Linked DNA regions of Oryza sativa: region 1 is linked to region 2. Evidence: chromatin contacts called from public HiCAR-type data. All regions are on one chromosome and are shown on one strand. Each heading gives the region's core, a stretch centred on a gene start, on an enhancer-like site or on the middle of the called end of the contact. The rest is flanking DNA. Distances are from core to core; before and after follow the strand shown. Region 1 holds the start of LOC4343637 (scarecrow-like protein 23). Region 2 holds the start of LOC4343619.

The links. HiCAR-type assays count read pairs that join an accessible place to other places.
Region 1: a HiCAR-type map of leaf shows a contact between it and region 2, with 2.0 times the contacts expected there. The contact joins the promoter of LOC4343637 here to the promoter of LOC4343619 in region 2. A contact is called at or near these places in 2 of 4 datasets of contacts at active chromatin or transcription factors (both in leaf).

The regions. Positions count from the first base shown.
Region 1 is chr7:23,033,172-23,035,871 of ASM3414082v1, forward strand. LOC4343637 (scarecrow-like protein 23) reads left to right here and starts at 1,442. Exons shown (of 1, transcript XM_015789496.3): 1 at 1,442-2,700.
Region 2 is chr7:22,882,506-22,885,205 of ASM3414082v1, forward strand. It overlaps LOC4343619, which reads right to left and starts at 1,288. Exons shown (of 15, transcript XR_010742536.1): 1 at 1,069-1,288; 2 at 94-213; 3 at 1-18. LOC4343620 (small ribosomal subunit protein uS17) reads right to left here. Exons shown (of 6, transcript XM_015791498.3): 3 at 2,647-2,700; 4 at 2,170-2,314; 5 at 2,019-2,108; 6 at 1,604-1,873. The coding sequence ends at 1,777.

The sequences.
Region 1 (2,700 bases), core at 192-2,691, 150 kb after region 2:
AGCGTACCCCAATACCCTCTATATCCGGTCTACGAGTACCCACCGTCGACAATAATGGATTTTATAATTTTGAGGTAGTACTTTATTTCCCAACCACGTTCTTTTATAGTACCCCTTTACTTGATATTATAAGTCATTTTAATTTTTTTTCCTATTCAATTTTTTTAGGTTTGACCAGATTTATAGAAAATTTAGTAACATATATAACACCAAATTAGTCTCATTTTAATATAAATTAAATATGTTTGATTTTTGTGAGAAATATTGTTATATGTTTTTATAAATCTAGTCAAAATTAAAAAGAGTTTAACTATAAAATGTTTAAAATGACTTATATAATATGAAATAGATGGAGTACTAGTTTAATCCCTAACAACTGGCATCTTTTCCCCACCTACTAGTTTAGTTTTACTATTTTATTCTCGTAACCATCACTTATTGATTTTGTACTATGCATTGTCCTTTTGCCACTTCCTATATTATGGGAGGAAGGGAGTATCCCTTGGCCACAAAACCAGACATGAAGATTCCCCAACTGGTTCATTTGTCTCTCTGAGCAATTTAAATGGTCGTTTCATCCTGCAGGGCACGTTGACACAGTTTTCTCAATGTACCACCTCGGGTGGCATCACAATCAGAAAAAGAATAAAAAACAATAGGATCTAGTCATCGTCTTCCTCTACCTCTCCATTCATTCCATATCTCTTCCACTCTCCGCAGCCTTCCTCCTTCCTCCCTCTCCCATCTCTCTAGGGGAAGTGATGGTGAGTGCGGACCGTGTGTGCCGCTTAGTGTGCCTATTTGCCTTTATTTGCTGTTCATCCTCCGTGTGACTGTTATTACAGACGAGTATGGAGGTAGTATCGAGGAGGCCTGAGTGGACAGGATAATCCCAGCGATGTGGCAGAGCTCAAGCTATCCTACATGGTGGCAACAGTGTGTGGAAAAGATAGTGGCAGTGGAGACAATTGTCTCCAAGCCTCACCCCGGCGATGAATTCCCTTAAAGGGAAAATGAGACAGAGGATAGGGAATTCCTTATGTCCCCAATGACTTAGTTGCTCAGATCTAGGTGGCATCGAGACAGCGGTTTTTCACGGAGACGGTGATAACGTCCCGCAACTTCTCTTGCTTGAGAGGTGGGGACCGCTTGCCACTGCTAGGGAGAAGCCGTTGTCTCCGATCTACTCCAAAGAGGAGCTTGAGTTCCGCAGCACAAATCAACGTCGGTATTGTTGTTGTCGGAGAGAAGACACGAGGGAGAATGGCACGTTGGTCATGTTTTAGAGATTAAAGAGGGATTGTTTTCAGTGTCACTAGCATGTGGTTCAATTGGAGTTTTTTACTTTTACTCTTTTTTTTATTTTTCTGATTGTAATGTCGCGTAATTGCCATCATGAATGAAGACCAAATCAACGTGACACATAGTTGACGTGTTAGCTGAAACCGCCTTATAAACCAATAAGGAAGATAAATTGATCCGGGTTTCATAGTTGAGGGAGCACCTATATTTGATTTTACTATTGTAATTGGACTTGAACTATAGCTGAGAGAGGTGAAGTGGACTTTTTCCTGCTGAGATTAGCCAAGTTCACGTGCATTCGGCCCCGAGTCTGGCTCTGCTCATTTTTGGGGCTTTGGAATTGGAAAGGAAAGGAAAAAAATACACCGAAGGTCCCTCAACTTGTTATCGAGTTACGAAATCGTCCTCCAACTGTAAAACCGAATATCCGGCGTCCCTTAACTAATCAAAACCGGTCACAATAGATCCTTCGGTGGTTTTGTCCCTGGTTTTGTCCTACGTGGCGGCTGAGTCAGCGTGTGACCCACGTGGGCCCCACATGTCAGGAGCCCAGGTCATCTCACTTCCTTTCTCTTCCTCTCTCTCTCCCCTCACTCTTTTCTTCTCTTCTCTGGGATGGAGTTCATGGCACGGCGGACAACGGAGGTTGACTGTAGGCTGGTCCCACGCCGCGGCTCCGCCACACTCGCTCGACAGTCCACGCCGGCACGGTGTGTGCCTAAAGCCACCGCACCACCCGAGGCAGCTCAGGCGCGCCACCTCCTCCAGATCCACGCCCAGTTCGTTGCGTCCGGCCTCCTCGCCGACGCCTTCGCCACTAGCCGCCTCATCCTCTTCACCACCTCCACCCGCCTCCTCCCGCTCCCGTTCCACCACTCGCTCCGCCTCGCCCCGTCGTTCTGCGCAGCCCGAGCCAACGAGAGCGGCGAGCAACCGCTCGGGCAAAGCCCGCTCGAGGCCGAGCAGCAGCCGCCGCCGCAGCCGCGGGGAGGGGACGGAGGGAGCAAGGACGCCACCGCCGTCGCGCCACGTCCGGGCCTGGCAGGGAGGGAACGGGGAGAGCGAGGACGCCGTCGTCGTCACGCCGCGTCGGGGTCTGGTGGGGAGGGGACGGGGAGAACGAGGCTGCTGCCGTCGCGCCGCGTCGGGGCCTGGCGGGGAGGGAACGGGGAGAGCGAGGACGCCGCCGCCATCGCGCACGCAGCTCCATCGTTTCTCGTTCCCCAACCTCAGCTGGGGCAACCACCGCCTCCTCCGCTGCTCCAAGAACCCCGCCTCATCGCCTCCACCCGCGGTGCCGGACACCCCGTCGCCGGACAAGGAGAAGACCGCCCACAGCTCCACTGACGGCGTCGGCGTCGGCAGTTTGCCTCAGCGGGGTCCGCAACGGCCGTGGAA
Region 2 (2,700 bases), core at 38-2,537:
ACGGGATTTTGCTTCCAACTGCAACAACCCATAATAAGGTCAGTCATATCTGTCAAGCAAACTACAGGGAGACATTTCGTAGATGAGTGTTACCTTTGTCTGTTTATGTTGGTAACTCGCCATGTTATAAACCAGAAATAAAATGATCAAGCAAAGAATCAGCAGATGCAACCGCAGTCTCATCTTAGAACAGCTATCTCTCCCGCTACCATTCTGTGGAATCAAGTGGGTAGTATCATCATTCATTACTTTGCATTGAGCCAGCTTAGAGAGTTCGGCAAGCATATACTTCACCAGAAATGAACAAATAAAACAGCACAAGCGAACTCACCTTATCCACAAGGCACTACTATCTAAAATTCTAAATATGTGGAATAAAGGCGGACTGTCTCATGACATCAAGAAGAAAGGTCTGATAAATTCATAGCATCCTGTATGCAGAGAAAAAAAAGTCAGATTTTCTCTTTTGGGGTAAAAACATGACCCGCATGATCCCTAGTGGTCCCTCACAGAGAAATGCATAGGCATGAGGCGTACATAAATTTGGATGCATACCTCACGAACCAAAAGGAGGGAAGAAAACAAGAAAAGTAGTATACTCCAGCTTTAGCATCTGCTTTCCCGTGGATTGCTGGTAAAAAAAAGGGGGGGGGGGGGGTGGAAATTCGAGGAAGCGGACATAAACGGGAAAACTGAAAAATCTAATGTACGCGTCATGCGTGATTCGCGATGCGATACGATTTGCAGTTGCTCTTTACTGGAGCCTGAGGATGGCACAAGCACAAGATGCGCGATGAAGCATGGGTGGGAATGATAATGCATCGGCGACTAGACTAGGGGAAAAAAAAGCGTGCTATGCTTGATGACGAAATGACGTTCGACAGTTCGATCCTCCACTCGCAGCTTCGCGAGCGCTCGCCGCCGTCGCCGGGGGCTCGCTGGGATTACTCCCAATCAAAAGCGGAGGCAAATCTCACGAGCACGCGATCGGATAGCAGATACCTCCGAACCCCACGCAGCAGAACGATCTAGGATTCGTGCGGAGAAGGGGACAACTGAGGAACTTACCGCCGTGGCCGCTGCGGCGGACGCGTCTGCAGGAGGAGCCGGAGCCGAGGATCGGCGGAGGCGGCGGAGCGCGTTAATGGCCGCCGGTGCTGTGTTAGTGGTTGGGAAGAGAAAAAATGTTTTTCCAGGGGAGACCGGAGGGATTGGGAAAGGGGGGCGGGTGGCACACCGCACACCACACTGGCACGAGCACGGGGGCGCGGGCGGAATGGAGCAACGCAACGAGGCAGCGCGCGGCGGGGGTCAGAGGAGGGGGCACGGGTGGCGCCTCGCCCAGATTCCACCGGATTCCACCGCCCACACCCCCCTCGCCTCGCGGCGAAGATGTCAGGTCCATTGATAAACTTATAAGATTCAAGCCTTGTCAAAAAAACTGAATTAGGTCAGGTTTGGGTTTGGGAAAACCTTATTCAGAATCTCAGTCATGCACAGGCACAGCATATCCACCAATACTCTTTCGAAGAAACACAACAAACAAGCGTCAACACATAGCCAGCCAGGAAAATCAAGGATCACAGCATATCGAGCATTAACAGGCATCTTAACAAAACTTTGCATAGAGTAGATTCCATAAAACACGTTCTGATGATAAGACTTCGTTTTGTTGGGAACAATATCCAAATCGATAGGGTCAAAACACCAGCCCTGCCAGGACTTCAAGCAAAAGGATCTGTCTATAAACTACCCATGAATAATGCGAGTACAAGCTCATGCTGCGGTGAAGGCCTTCTTGCCGCCGCTGCCGCCGGTGGATCCAGCTGGGATGACCTTCAGGACGTTGAACCTCACAGTTTTCGACAGCGGCCTGTTGAAAATGCAGAAATTGTACTTCAGCAACCAAATCTCATAGTACTAGCTGGGTGAACTGATAATGTTTGAACTAATAGCACCTCTGTTATTTAAGATGATTCTAAGGAGTCAAAAACTAAGGTATGGGAGTTAAGTTTTACCTGCACTGGCCAATGATGACATGGTCACCTTCCTTGACACGGAAGCATGGGGAGACGTGAGCCGGAATGTTGGAATGCCTCTTCTCATACCTGCAACCCAAGTCAGAAAAAGGAAAAGAAACATAAGTAGAATCCATAATTGTTTACTTGCCTCTGATATTTCTTCACAAAGTGGAGGTAGTTCCTGCGAACAATGATAGTCCTGTTCATCTTAGCACTATGGCATGTTCCGGCAATGATTCTGCCTCTGATAGAAACAGTTCCAGTGAATGGGCACTTCTTATCAATGTATGTCCCTGCAAGGAATTGTAATTAATCAACTGCTCAGTACTTGAAAGAATTAGCATAAAAGAAATAGCATTATTCAGCTGCATTTAAATTACTAGTCAAACATACCAGCAACAGTGTATCAAAAGAATTTAAGAAATACTGTTAACTGATGACAGGCAACGATTCTTTCAGAAACAATTTTTAATGTTCATAATGCACTACAAATCACTTCAGTGGTAACAGTAAAACAAACCATAATTCTTCTCTACAGCACACAAAAGATAGTAAGCAAGAATCTAAAATGTAATGAATTGGAATTCTGGTAACAACTAAACAAAGAAGCAAGACTCTATTGTACCTTCAATTGCTTCCCTGGGAGTCTTGAAGCCAAGGCCAATGCTCTTCCAGAAAC